3 separate regions of the Mus musculus genome follow, and all the other regions are linked to region 2. The links are chromatin contacts, called in public HiChIP or PLAC-seq maps. All regions are on one chromosome and are shown on one strand. The core of a region is the stretch at or near the end of the contact, and the rest is flanking DNA. Distances in the headings are between cores, read along the strand shown. Region 1 holds the start of Krtap31-2 (keratin associated protein 31-2). Region 2 holds the start of Krt10 (keratin 10). Region 3 holds the start of Krt17 (keratin 17).

What was found. HiChIP or PLAC-seq counts read pairs in DNA pulled down with a chosen protein or histone mark.
Region 1: an H3K27ac HiChIP or PLAC-seq map of embryonic stem cells shows a contact between it and region 2, with 5 times the contacts expected there. The contact joins the promoter of Krtap31-2 here to the promoter of Krt10 in region 2. A contact is called at or near these places in 3 of 39 promoter capture datasets (the 3T3-L1 cell line, liver and macrophages) and 2 of 115 datasets of contacts at active chromatin or transcription factors (embryonic stem cells and stem cell-derived neural progenitor cells).
Region 3: a contact with region 2 is called in an H3K4me3 HiChIP or PLAC-seq map of stem cell-derived neural progenitor cells, with 11 times the contacts expected there. The contact joins the promoter of Krt17 here to the promoter of Krt10 in region 2. A contact is called at or near these places in 16 of 39 promoter capture datasets (the 3T3-L1 cell line, the C10 cell line, the HPC-7 cell line and 10 more), 1 of 15 datasets of contacts at CTCF or cohesin (the NIH/3T3 cell line), 8 of 484 Hi-C or Micro-C datasets (B cells, CD4 T cells, colorectal tumor organoids and 4 more) and 17 of 115 datasets of contacts at active chromatin or transcription factors (SST interneurons, bone marrow-derived macrophages, craniofacial prominence and 7 more).

Annotation. Positions count from the first base shown.
Region 1 is chr11:99,934,675-99,939,299 of GRCm38.p6, forward strand. It overlaps Krtap31-2 (keratin associated protein 31-2), which reads left to right and starts at 1,617. Exons shown (of 1, transcript NM_001025244.3): 1 at 1,617-2,551. The coding sequence starts at 1,670. The coding sequence ends at 2,203.
Region 2 is chr11:99,387,345-99,391,858 of GRCm38.p6, forward strand. It overlaps Krt10 (keratin 10), which reads right to left and starts at 2,020. Exons shown (of 8, transcript NM_010660.2): 1 at 1,395-2,020; 2 at 666-748; 3 at 154-310; 4 at 1-47. The coding sequence starts at 1,988.
Region 3 is chr11:100,258,476-100,262,757 of GRCm38.p6, forward strand. Krt17 (keratin 17) reads right to left here and starts at 2,554. Exons shown (of 8, transcript NM_010663.3): 1 at 2,059-2,554; 2 at 1,220-1,302; 3 at 698-854; 4 at 1-95. The coding sequence starts at 2,490.

The DNA of each region.
Region 1 (4,625 bases), core at 367-2,866, 550 kb after region 2:
AGGGGAGAGCACAGGAAAGAACAGTAGGACTATTTGGGAAGAGAAAATGATTCCAGAGGAAACCACAGGGGCCAGGAGAGAGGGTAGAAGTGACTTTCCATATGTCATAAGAAACAAAAATGAAAGTTATAAATTGAAACCCATGTAGGGCAATAAAAAAGAAAATATCCAAGAATAAACCTAGTGAAAAAGGCTTAGGCTCCTGCAAAGGAATGCACAAGCATTTAGTGAGAAGCAAGTGTCCAGGTACCCAGTTCTGTACAGTCAGCAGCAGCATCTAAAACACAAACACTTGTGGCAGCATGGTAATGAATAGTCCCAAATTATTTTCTACGAAAAAGTTTCAGCCAATGAGCTGTGTCAAATTCATCCAGCTGAAAAGTACACAGGAATCAGAGCAAGCAAACTTGGGGTCAGGATGGTGAAGATTGTCACAATCATCCTATGAACAAAGACAGAATGATTTTGATTGGCATTGAGGTTAAACATGATGCCCAGGACTGGACGACAAACAGACCCTGGATGGTAGTAGGAACAGCCTTTGGGGGTGAGTGACATGAAATGATTTGTAGGAACTGGGTTGGTTTCCATTTCTTTAATACTGGTATGGCTGTGTTTGCTCTTTATTCTCTCAAATGAGAAATTAATAATTTACATTTATTAGTATGAGTAGTAGAAAAGGAAGGGGGCATATCTTGGTCCTCACAGGTGAAATGGGTAATAAATTAGGTACATGATTCCTTCATGGAATAGAAAGAAAAGAAATGGAAACTGAAGGAGAAAGGCCGGACAGAGAGATAGGGTTAGAAGTAAAAGAGAATCATGGGAAAGATCACCAGTCTAAGATCCTTGATGCTGCAGACAGCCCCTGTGCACTGGAGTCATCTTGCCCACTCCAGTTTGTCTGGCTCTAAAGCTAAAAGTACATCTACCCCAGGAGCTGCCCCAGTCAGAGTCAAGACTCATGCTCACCCACACATCCCCTGATGTCTGCTTATTCCTAAGTGCTGGGTGTTTGTTTGTTTGTTCCTTCGTTTGCTTGTTTTCATTCCTCCAGTATTGGTTTACTATGCTTACTCTGCTATGAAACACATTGTTCCAGAAACCCTAGCTCACAGCACCCTTACTATGCCTCAGATACACAGTGAGAGGAATTTACACAGAGATTGACAGCTAAGACAGTTTGGAATTGGACATTGCGGGCAAAAAGACAGGGAAATAGGTGTGGAGTCCATGATTGTGAATACACCACACTCATATGCAGAGACATTTATACTTCTAAGTAGGGATATGGGGAGAAGGTTGCAAGAATACAGTAATCTTGATATTGCCATACAGTCAGGAGCTAACGAAGGCCCAGATGACCATCAGAGTTATAACAAAACTGGTGGGATGAATCCCTGATTTGTTGGAAAAACTTCAAGTAAGTCTTCAAGTAAGTTATCACCAGATAAGTAATGAATGCTTGCAAATGATTCAGAGCATTGGGTAAGGAATTCTTCCTTGATGAACACAAATTAAATATGGAAAATAATAAACAAGAAAGAAACCTCCTTCTGATTGGTCCAAACCTTGGAGGCCTGTTGTATAAAAGGCCCTGACTGGAAGAACTTGCTACATTGTGTAAAACTCACCTGGGAATAGACTATCACCCTCCTCTCCTGACACCATGACCCACACCTGTCAGCCATGCTGCTGCAAGACCACCTCCTGCAGGACCTCCAGCAGCTCTGAATCCAGCTCTGAATCCAGCTGCCCTGTGTTCATCTGCTGCGCCCCAAGTTGGTGCAGCACACCCTGTTGTTGCAAGTCTATCTGCTGCCACAGCACCAAGACTGTCAACAGCTGTTCCCAGCTGTGCTGTCCACCAACCTGCTGTGACCCTGCCTCCTGTGACAGCAACTGCTGCAAGCCAACCTGTGTGACCATCTGCTGCAGCACACCTTGCTGCCAGCCCAGCTGCTGCGTGCCCACCTGCTGCCAGCCTAGCCTCTTCCAGCTCTGCTGCCAACCAACTTGCTGTGAAACCAGCTGCTGCAAGACCATCTCCTTTAAACCCTCCTGTGTGATCATTGGCTGCAGCACACCCTGCTGCCAGCCCTGCTGTGTGTGCCCATCTCCCACTGATGACCAGCTCCCAAAGGAACAAAGCCATGCTCCTGCGAGAGCTGGCATGCCCTGTGTGCACGAAGCCACCTCTTAACCTTTGCTGGCCAACTTCATGTTCTCACCAGGGGACCTGACAAATGGAGTCTTTCTTAAGAGATGAAATGCTTTGAGAAAGGATGGAGTCCCTCACCCTCAGCCTCTCATCTCCTGAGACTGTGGATGGTCTTCCTGGATGGCTGATATGAAGGTCTGGCATCAGTTAAAGTTCTGGGCCAGGATCTTTACATCTTTCATCAAATAACTTCCTAAAATGTAACTTTATTTAACCTGTATTTTCTTCTGGGTTACCCCCAATTTTTGTGTACTCTTTTTCTTCTTTCTGCTCACTTCCGATTTGTATCACTAGAAACAAGTAATTCAAATAAACTCTCTGCTGCCATTCATTCCATATTGTCTGTCATTATATTTTGATAAGTCACTTCATGTCAAATCTACTTAATCAAAAGATGTTTAAATACTCAACGAGGCTCCCTTGTATCAGTGACACTCAGCATGCTGTTCAACATCAGATCCATGAAAGGTTTTTATCTGGCACAAATGAAATCTAATACCAACTGATTGCTATCTTCATAGTTCCTCCAACCTCTGCTCCCATAAACCAATGGTCTGTTCCCTTCTTTTCTGTCTGGCTTTTATACACATCATTTAAGCGGATCACATAGCTGACCCATCCAGCAGGTCCAGTTATTCGAGAGTCTCGAGGGGACCTTCTCCTAAGAACCAAATTGGGGGATAGAGAGAGACGAGAACCTTGTGCGAATAATGACACAGAAACGTTCTGAGTTTGCATCAAGGTTCCAATGTATTAGCCAGGCCCAAGGTTTAAATGCACAAGCAAAAGGGGAAGTACCTTTCAGCAGGAAGGATGGGGCAGTAGAATTGCACAAGCAAGAGGGGAAGTACAGGTACTTATCAGCGGGAGGGGTGGGGCAATAGAATTGCACATTCTTTAGGCAGTTACACGGGGAAGCAGGAACTTGGCGGTATCAGAGTGTGGTCAGGACATCCGCGATGACTTAGGGCTGGAACATTCTGTGGTTGTTCTCAGAACAGTGTGTTGTGGCCCGCTTTTGACCCCCTTGTCTTCTCGAAGGGAGAGGCCCAATTCAGAGATCAGGACAATTGTGTTGTCTTAATGGCTCCCAACACATAACAATGGCCTCCTATCATATTTTCTTTGTCTATTTACTTGTTAATGGACATCTCAGTTTCCACACATTTTATCTATTGTTCATGGGACTGGCATAAATGTGCAAGTGTCAATAACCCTTTAATATTCTAACTGTACTGATTGTTAGCAAATGGCTGCGGATGAGATTATCACATTGAGTGGCATAAATCAAACACAGAATGACAAATTATCAGCCAAGCTCTCTCATTTGTAAGCTCAAGATTTTATAAAGAAACTTCAAATCCTACGGGTTGTCTGTGAGAAAGAGGGATAACTAGTTGGGGCATGGGGAGGGGGGATGGAAGACTAAATATCTTCAAAATACATTAGTACATGATAGATTTAAAAGGACTTTATAGAGTCCTTCACTACATTCAATAAACAGCCAGAAGTAAAATTTTAAATTTAAATTTAAAAAGGTTCTGATTTCAGTTAACTTAACTGAGATATAGCTACTGAGTCACAAATTACTTTTATATTTATTTATTTGTTTGTGTGCTTGCTTGCTTTCTCGCTTGTTGCAGAATCTTTGTCATGTTCTGCACCCCTACCACTCTGCTTCATGTCCTACTGCTGGGTAAGGGACCCAGTTTCTGGGACTAGAGAGATGGATCAGTGGTTAAGAGCATACCTTGCTGATAAAGAAAACCTACATTCAGTTCCCAGCATCCACACAGCAGCTACAACCACCTGTAATTTTAGGTCCAGACTACCTAATACCCTCTTCTGACATCCCTGGGCACCAGCCATGCATGTAGTATACATACATGCAGGCAGGCAAGACACTCATATACATAAAATATAATAAATGAATCTTTTAAAATTTTTCAGAAGTTTAAAGAGTCCTAATCTCCACATAGTTGTCAATACTTTCTTAATCTCTTCTTTTTCTGATACTAGGCAGACAACATTCTAATCCAGCAATCGTTATCCAGCTAAATAATATTTCAGTGTTTGGCTTATCTCATGCTATCAGGGCAAAACAAAGGAGTCAACCAAGGAACAGTGTCCCTCCACTGTGCTGCCCTGAGTGAGGCACTAAGACCGTGTAACTCCATCCTCCCTCTGGATCTGTTATCTGTAGAGAAATGGCATTCCTTCCCACTAACCACACCAGGGCCTGCTCTCCTAAGAACAGAGCTGTGGATCTGATGATAATCTGGAAGCATCATTTTTTTTTTTTTTTTGGCTATATTTAGTTAGCAAGAGCACACCTCCAACTTCTCTCCAGTGAGTTTAGCTGACAAGTCCTTAAACAGAGTTTGACTTTTTAAGTGAAAAAAGA
Region 2 (4,514 bases), core at 770-3,269:
TCCACATTCACATCACCAGTGGACACATTTTGAAGGTCTCTCATTTCCTGTTTGAGGAGCAGTTAGATTTAATTAGTGAGTACACCACGACCCAGATGAGCTTTTTTTTTTTTCTTTAAAAGGGGGGAATGTAATTATGTAAATTTGTGTCACCTCTTCGTGGTTCTTCTTTAGGTAGGCCAGCTCTTCGTTCAGACTTTCGATCTGCATTTCCAGGTCAGACTTGCTAAGGGTCAGCTCATCCAGTACCCTGCGCAGGCCATTGATGTCGGCCTCCACGCTCTGGCGCAGGGTCACCTCATTCTCGTATCTGAAGCAAGCAAGATACAAACACTGAATATACAGGAGGATGACGGTATACCTGGATATACACGGACTACAGTGCAGATACAGATTTGGTTTCATGTCATGGCAACATTCATAATACACGAATTCATGTAGGAATATTAATTAATATAGTTTGATTTGAAGAAAGCTGTCACTTTAAAACACACCCTCCTTTAACGATTGCCCAAAAGATATGACAATTAAATTAAAAAAAAAAAACAAACAGCTTAGCACTGTTTCACTCCAGATGAGTTCAGGAGAGTGTAAAAGCTGTTGTGGGCATCCAGGAGCATTGTTGGAAGCCCCTGCTGTGTGTGCACCACATCCACATAGCTTACTTCAGCCTGAAGTCATCAGCTGCCAGGCGGGCATTGTCAATCTGCAGCAGCACGTTGGCATTGTCAGTTGTCAGGGTGAGGATCTGAGGGGAGAGACACACGTTATTGAAAAGATCAGGTGGGCTTCTGGCTTCTCAGGTTAGCATAGGTGAGTTGCATTTTAGATAGTTCTCTGACAAACTAAACATGGACTGTCCCAGACTTGCCCATACTTCCCCTCAGGTCTTTCAGGACCTTTATGGCTATGGTTGCTTTTTGAGCACTGGCTGGGATTGTACTATTCCTGCAGCCGACCCTTTCCTTTATAGTATGTGATTTGTTTGTGTTGCAGCTAACTTTTGAGTGACTCATGTTTGTATCTGTTTAACTTGTTATAAATACTTCTAGGGGTGAATTTATACATATCTATACATATATATGCATATATGTAACATACTCATTTAAAATTATCTTAGCTCCCACACTTATGTATGACCTAGCCTATTTTAACTGTGAACTCGCATATGTGTGTTAAAACCTATAAGGTTCTCAGTAGTCTGTCATCCTGGACGACAGGCAACACACATGCTAGATGACACATTGCCATAAATATCTTTGATGAGGCCTGGTTACACTAGACATGAAAAGGTAACAGGGAAGAGACAGCAGTCAGCTGTGCCACACTTGGCATAGCTTCCTCTGCATTGCATGCCTAGGAACGATGGAAAGCCGGAGTCTGAAGCGCCTTACCTGCCCCTTAAGGTCCTCGATGGTTTTGTAGTATTTGCTGTAGTCCCGGGGCTCTCGCTGGCTTGAGTTGCCATGCTTCTCGTACCACTCCTTGATTTTACCCTCCAGCTCGTAGTTTGACTCTTCCAGAGCCCGGACTTTGTCCATGTAGGAGGCCAGGCGGTCGTTCAGGTTCTGCATGGTCACCTTCTCGTTTCCGGAGAGAAGGCTGCCACCATCTCCTCCGAATCCACCACCGCCAAAGCCTCCTCCATAGCTACCGCCACCAAAGCTGCCTCCACCGAAGCTGCCACCTCCACCGAAGCTGCCACCCCCAAAACTGCTACCTCCATAGCCTCCCCCAAAGCTGCTTCCTCCATAGCCTCCCCCAAAGCTGCCTCCTCCTCCAAAACCTCCGTAACCACCTGATGAGCCCCCAAAGCAACCTCCCCCAGAGCTCCCACGGCTAAAAGAGCCACCGCTGAAGCCTCCTGAGCTATACCCTCCACCAAGAGAGCCCCTGGTGCTGGAAACCCTGACGGATCCACCACCGCCTCCTCCTCCACTGCGGGAGGAAGAGAACTGCTTGCTGCTGGAGCTGTATAGAACAGACATGGTGGTGTAGTGTAGCCCAGGGAGTGCCTGCTACCAAGGACAGTGCCGAGCCTTTATATACTGAGAGGGCGTGTCTCACAGGTGCTAGGCTTTGCTTACTTGCATGGTTTTCTTTTTGCCAGCATAGCATCTTTGGCTTATGATTGCATAAATTATCTTCAGTAATAACCAATACCTTTTCAATGCTTTTGAATTTGCCCTGAGTACAGATGGGAAATTTGCTATGTTGAAACTGAGAATGGGTGGAGTTCACATGAGTACATTTTACCTTTTGAAGATCATTGAGTAACTATTAAAAATCTAATTTTCTAATGTTAATTTAGCTTGTACTTAGTACTTGCTAGGTTCAAAAAGTAAAAGAACTTTGCTTATAAATTGTAGTTGAAATAAGGATTTTTCAAATTCCTGTTTTAGATAGCTTTGCGAATTGCAGTAAGTAGCAAGTGTGCTGAAATTGAGCTGTAAGAAGGATCTTGAAGTAAGTAAAAAATAGGATATGGTGAACTATTAGTGTTAAGAAATTGCCACATTTAAGAAGCAAGATTTAGGAAATTATATGTATGTATATGTAATATATATGTGTACATATAATATATAGTATATATTAATATATGGGATATATCACGTATACGTAAGAGATTATATATATGTATCTTGAGAGTATATTCATATTTCTTGCTTAGGGAACTGTACACAGGAATGACTATGGAATCTTTAAATTCTTGACAAAACCATGAACTTATTCTGCTTCATACTTTTCAGTTCATGGTTCGGGTGCCTGTGAAGAGCATGGGGCAGGGATTCTAAGCACGGGTGCCTGTGAAGAGCATGGGGCAGGGATTCTAAGCACGGGTGCCTGTGAAGAGCATGGGGCAGGGATTCTAAGCACGAGAACCGAGGAACTAACCTGAAGTGCCTTAAGCTCCGGGCTGATTACAAAGAGAGGTTTATTGCACGAAAAGTTTTCTTGTAGCTACATAAATTTAGGTTACAGACTGGCACTTGGTTCAGGACTTTTAGGACAGACTTGTACTTCTGTTTCCAAGCTAGATTTCCCCTCTCAGTAAACAAGAAAAACATATTTCCCTTGGATACACTGTGCTCAGACTTCAGTGGGACAGTATCCAGGGAAGTATTTAATTGGGACTTTACATGACATAAATTTATTTTATAACTACCCATAGGCTATGACATTGCTCTTGTTAAAATATATCACATATATAGTTATATGTATAGATTCACACATGTTTTAGAATTATGTAATGCTTTTTTGAGATAGGTCAATTTAAAAATCTCTAGAACAATGCACTGATAGGGCTAGCTGTTACAGTCTCAATTTTGTCAGGAAGGTGAAGCTAAGAAATGGAGTGATTTTTTCCTAATGCTAGCTGGCTGAACCGCAGTTGGAAGCCTGCTTGAGTCTGAGATTTGTCAGCTTTCTACTCTTCCACCTTGCATATTCCTTCTCTCCCATGGTAGATTTGCTGTTAGAGGAACTAAGGCTCCAGATCTCACCACTTGCTTCTCCCCATGGGGAAAAAGCAAAACAGAAAGAGCATGGAAATGGGAAAAATATTGAAAACCCAGGGACTTGACAGGGTTCCATTAGTAATTGCTTCTTCAAATGAAGTTTGTAGCTGCACATTCCATAGAACGGGGGCTACAGGAATCTGCAGGGAAAGGGGATTTGGCTGCCAGTATTGGTGAGGCGCTGCTTGTGAGCTGCGGGTTCCTGCCGCCAGGCTGCAGCTCCTCCACTCCTCCAACCTGTCAGAACCTGCAAGTAGGGCAGCAGCTGAAAGAAACAAAAAAGCCCTGAGCGTGGGAATTGATTGTTGTGAAGATAACATGTACGATAAATGGAGGCTAACAGGAGGGAAAGAAGACCCTGGCTGCTTCAGAGAGGTGAAGCCTCCCTCCCAGGACTTGACGAAAAGAGAAAGCAAAGCGCTCTCGGTGTTCCTGATGGCCGCCATGGGTTTAGGGTTTTGTTTTTCCTAGGTTTTCTTTAGTGTTAGCTTTTAATTTTCTGTGCTGGAGAAAAACATAAAAACCTCAATCTACCTTAAGATTGGACTAAAAATAGTAGGAAGAGATATCCACCATTTCACGGAGCAAACCTTTGTCTTTTTTTGCACTCACCGCCTGAATCGAGTCTTTGGCATGAGTGGGATCACAGAGATGCCAATGAGAGTGTCTGACATGAGCCCTGGCATCTCTCGCATGTGGTTGTCATAACCAACCTCCTAATCCCTCTGCCCTCAGAGTTGCTGTGTGTATAAGTCATGAGACGTCCAGATGGGGATGGCATTCCTTAAGGAGCTCTCCAAGTCATTGCAGTCTGACAGAAGGGAAATGCTAAGACCCGCAACTTAAGTGGTTCATGAATGGCAAAGGAGTGTGGGGCTGGGTGGAGCCCACATTTCCCTCCCATGTGTGGTCTTCAGATGGCTTACTTTCAGTCTCCCCCCAGTTCTCTAAGAATAGGTATTATGTGCCTAATTTTATAGCTGGAAAACACTAAAC
Region 3 (4,282 bases), core at 1,304-3,803, 870 kb after region 2:
ATCTCTGACAGGATGCGGCTCAGGTCCACACCGGGAGCGGCATCCATCTCCACGTTGATTTCGCCGCCCACCTGGCCTCTCAGAGCATTCATCTCCTGTGAGAAGAGGGGATGAAGATGTGGTCCTTGGGGCCAATGTTGACCCTACAGACCTAAGCCTTCCCTAGCCCACATTTAGGTCTAAGTCCCTTCCTAAAGACCTTTGGATCTACCCAGCCTCTTCCCTCTGACCCTCCTATGATTTGTTGGTTTGTTTGTTTGCTTGTTTGTTTGCTCTGTGTGGACTCGATGCCCACCTTCACACTGTGCCTCCCTCATTACACAGAGGGTATTCCAGAGACATCTGATTCTAGTCCTTTGCCCAAAAAAACCTTCCCTTCCAATCTCCAAATGCCTTTGTGCAGTCCAAGTTTAAGAGTTGGAACTAAAACAAGCGCTTGGGCCTCTCCCTCTTCCTCTGTCACTGTGAGTGAGGCAGGGAGAGGAGGGAAGGCCTCTCTGAGGCCCAGCAGGTCCCTAAGATGCAGGGATGTGTGGAAGCTCTGGACCACAGGAATGAAGACTCTAAAGAAAAAGGGCAGCCCTATGGGATGACTAAACTCAACAAGCCCTCTCGCCCACGCCCTCCACTGCAGGTAACCCCAGGGCTCTGCCACCCACTCCTCATCTTCTTTGACCTGCTGACCCTGACTCCTCACCTCCTCGTGGTTCTTCTTCAGGTAGGCCAGCTCCTCCTTGAGATTCTCAATCTGCATCTCCAGGTCGGCTCTGGCCAGGGTCAGCTCATCCAGCACCCGGCGCAGGCCATTGATGTCGGCCTCCACGCTCATGCGCAGAGCCTGCTCTGTCTCAAACCTGCAATGAAAAACCAGAGACCTCAGGCCAGGATGCTCTAACAACATAGGTCTCTGTCCTGGTGTCATCTCTGCCTTCCCTTTGCCAAAGCCAGAACAACTGAGAGAGGATCAGAGGGTGGGATGGAAGCAAGTTGCAACCCTAACCCCAGGGACAACCACAAGACAAGACCCCATGCCCACTGGCTTCCTGACTCCTCCTCTGCTTCCCCCTCCCCCAGCTACCTTCAGAAGAGGCTGTCTTTGCTCATCCAACTAACGGCTCAGCTCATAACTCCCAGGCCCTCTCCCCTGTCCTCTGAGAAGTCATAGGGTAAGGGAAGCTGCCCCAGAATCCCCCTCAGCTTGTAACCCTCTGGGACTCACTTGGTACGGAAGTCATCGGCTGCCAGACGAGCATTGTCAATCTGGAGCAGGATGCTGGCATTGTCCACGGTGGCCACAAGGATCTGGAGAGATGACAAAGCAATAGGTCATTGAGTTTAGCATGGGTCAACCCAGGTCCACGTTCTGAGCCAGGCTTCCTGGCTGGAGGCTGGGATTCACTGCTTTCAGAGAAAACCCCTTTTCCTGCCAGCCACTCCCTACGCAGTGTTGCCCTTGTTGGCAGAGATGGACTGATGGGAGGGAGTCCAATGAGATGAAGCTTAGTGCTGTCTGCTCATGCCGACCCTCCTGGTGCCAGTCTCAGCCTGAGGGCTGAAGAGGCCTCAAGCTGGAAGGTGGAAGGAGTTAGATAATGTTGGAATATCCTTAGGGACAAAAGGAAATGCCAAGGAAGCCAGAAAAGAAAAGTCCCCAGAGCCTTCCCACAGGAGTCCACTGCCCTACCCCTCTCCTGCTTCCTCTCTTAGCATTGCTGTGGGGCACACTCTCAGAACCCAACCCCCAAGCCCCTTCTTCCTGGGACACTCACAAATCTAGCTCCACTCTACGGAACCAGCCCTCCACCTAGATCATGATTCCACCTCCTAGACCATGATGTCTCACAGTCTAGGCATCAATGACACGAAGACTGCTCCAGGAGGAAACAGACACTCAAAGGAGCCTCACAATGCCAGCTTGTTCCTGGCCCAGCCAGTTGCCCCTTCAAAGGGAAATGGGTCAAACTAGAACCTAGAGACCCTGTGGCAGCCCCAGTTGACTCCAGGCCTTGATGAGGGCAGGAGGTGGGTGGTTTATGCCCCTCCCGCCAGCAATCCTACCTTGTTCTTCAGATCCTCAATGGTATGGTAATAAGCGCTGTAGTCTCTGGCTGGCCCCGGGGCCTGCTTCTGGTACCAATCTCGGATCTTCACCTCCAGCTCAGTGTTGGCCTCTTCCAGGGCACGCACCTTGTCCAGGTAGGAGGCCAGGCGGTCATTGAGGTTCTGCATGGTGGCCTTCTCCCCTCCAGCCAGCAGCCCATCGACACCCCCAAAGTTGCCTCCATAACCACTGCCAGTGCCAAAGCTGTAGCAGCTGGAATAACTGTTGCTCCCAAGAGCACTACCCAGGCCACTAGCTGACCCCAGCCTGCAGGAGCCTGCACCCAGGCTGCCAGACAGTCGGCAGGAGGTCCGAGATGAACCTCCACCCAGGCCAGAGGAGCCCTTGATAGAGCTGGAGGAGGTAAACTGGCGGATGGTGGTGGTCATGGTGGCAGCGGGCAACGGATGTGGAGCTGGAGGGCTTGGGAGGAAGAGAGGCGCCAAGATGCGTGCTGCGCTGGGGCTCGCCTGCTTCCTTTATAGGGCAGCCAGTGGGCGTAGCGATTACAACAGGCTCTCCGCTGTTTCCATTCCCCTGGGCTTTCATCACCCCTGGACACCCGCCAGCTCCCAGGTGGCTATGGGCCCCCTCCCCTCCCACCTCTGGGCTCTGCTTCATTTCACCAAACCCTGTCCTGGGTATCATGGTCGTGTGTGTGTGTGTGTGTGTGTGTGTGTGTGTGTGTGTGTGTGTGCATGTGCGTGTGTCGGTCTGTCTGTCTCTGGTCTCAAGCCTGTCACCTGTGATTCAGGCAGGCCCTCCAGCTACGCTTTCCCATGACCTAATACGGACAAGAAGAGCTGGCGACATCACCTCTACCCAGCCCTCCCAGGCAGCTGCCACCCCAGTTTGATGGGAAATGAGGTAGGGAGTTAGGCACCCCACACACCTGAGGTGTCTTTCCTTCCCATCGTGCCACTACCCGCGTGTGAAAAGCCTGGATCTGGGGATTGGGGAAATCAGAAAGACCAAGTACACATCCTGACTTGAGAACTAGGTCTATACCCGCCAGGCCCACCACACAACACAGAAACTACCTCAAGCCTCCAATTGCCAACCTGGGCAGGAAATCAGAGCTTAGCAAAGAATGTGATGTCCAAACAGGCCCAGTTCACTCAAGCCGTGGGCTGGCATAGCACATCCTTTTGCTCGTCACTAGCTGCATCACCCCTGACCCAGGAATCACCCCTCTGAGCAGTCCCAACACCCAGGGATAAGGCCCATTCTTGCCAGTTTTCTGAAACTGTCCCCATCCCTGAGTCCCTTAGGAAGCCCAGACTTCCCTTTTAGATTTTTCTCTACTTCCTTCCTACAGTACAGCTTCCAGGACCAGGTGGGCAGACACGAGCTCAGCTAAAGTTCCAGGGAAAACAGAGCTATGCATAGGAGACTCCCTTATGAAAGGGAGTCTGTAGGGACCATGAATGAGTTGTTTCCTTTCACGTTCCTTACCCTTTTCTGTATCCTGATAGACCTAAGAGGATAGAACAGCTCAGGTCCCAACCAGAGGGAAGCAAAAAAAGATATCGCTTAACACTCTTACCCCACCCCATTCATGCCAGGTTCCCCAAGACAAAGACCACAGCATGATTCCCCAGGGTGGGCCACAGGCCCCACCCCCTAGCTCCACCTAGCCCCACCCACTATCCTAAGCCCAGCCCTCAGTCCCAGGGTCCTGGGAGGCCTGCTGGGCGGAATGAGGTCTTGTTTCAGACTGCCAATGGGTTCCTCCTCCCAGACAGGTCTAGACAGCCCCCATCGGCAGCTGGGAGAGGTTTCCCCAATAGCCCAGGCGCTGCCAAGCCACCAAAGCAAACAGGATGCCCCCCACACTCACAAACACCGCTGCCGCCGCCCCACCCCACACACACACACCCCCAGGGAGCCAGGTAGAGCCGGTCTAGCTTCTTGGGCTGAGACTACCAGGCTGCCACCCCCTCATCCATCAAGGTCCTCGACCACTCCAAGAAAGTTAGTTGCCTTTCCCAGTCAGACCCCTGTCCCTTTGTTTTAATACAGGTGTTCTCTAACAGGTGTGGTACCCAGAAAGCCTGCAGGCCCTCCCAGGGACCAGCAAGCAGGAGCCAGCCCCAGAGGCAGATTCTTAGAAAACAGGATGCTCCCCACCTCCACCCTCAATCCTTCCATCTCCTCCCCGTCTTAACTTCCAAAACAACC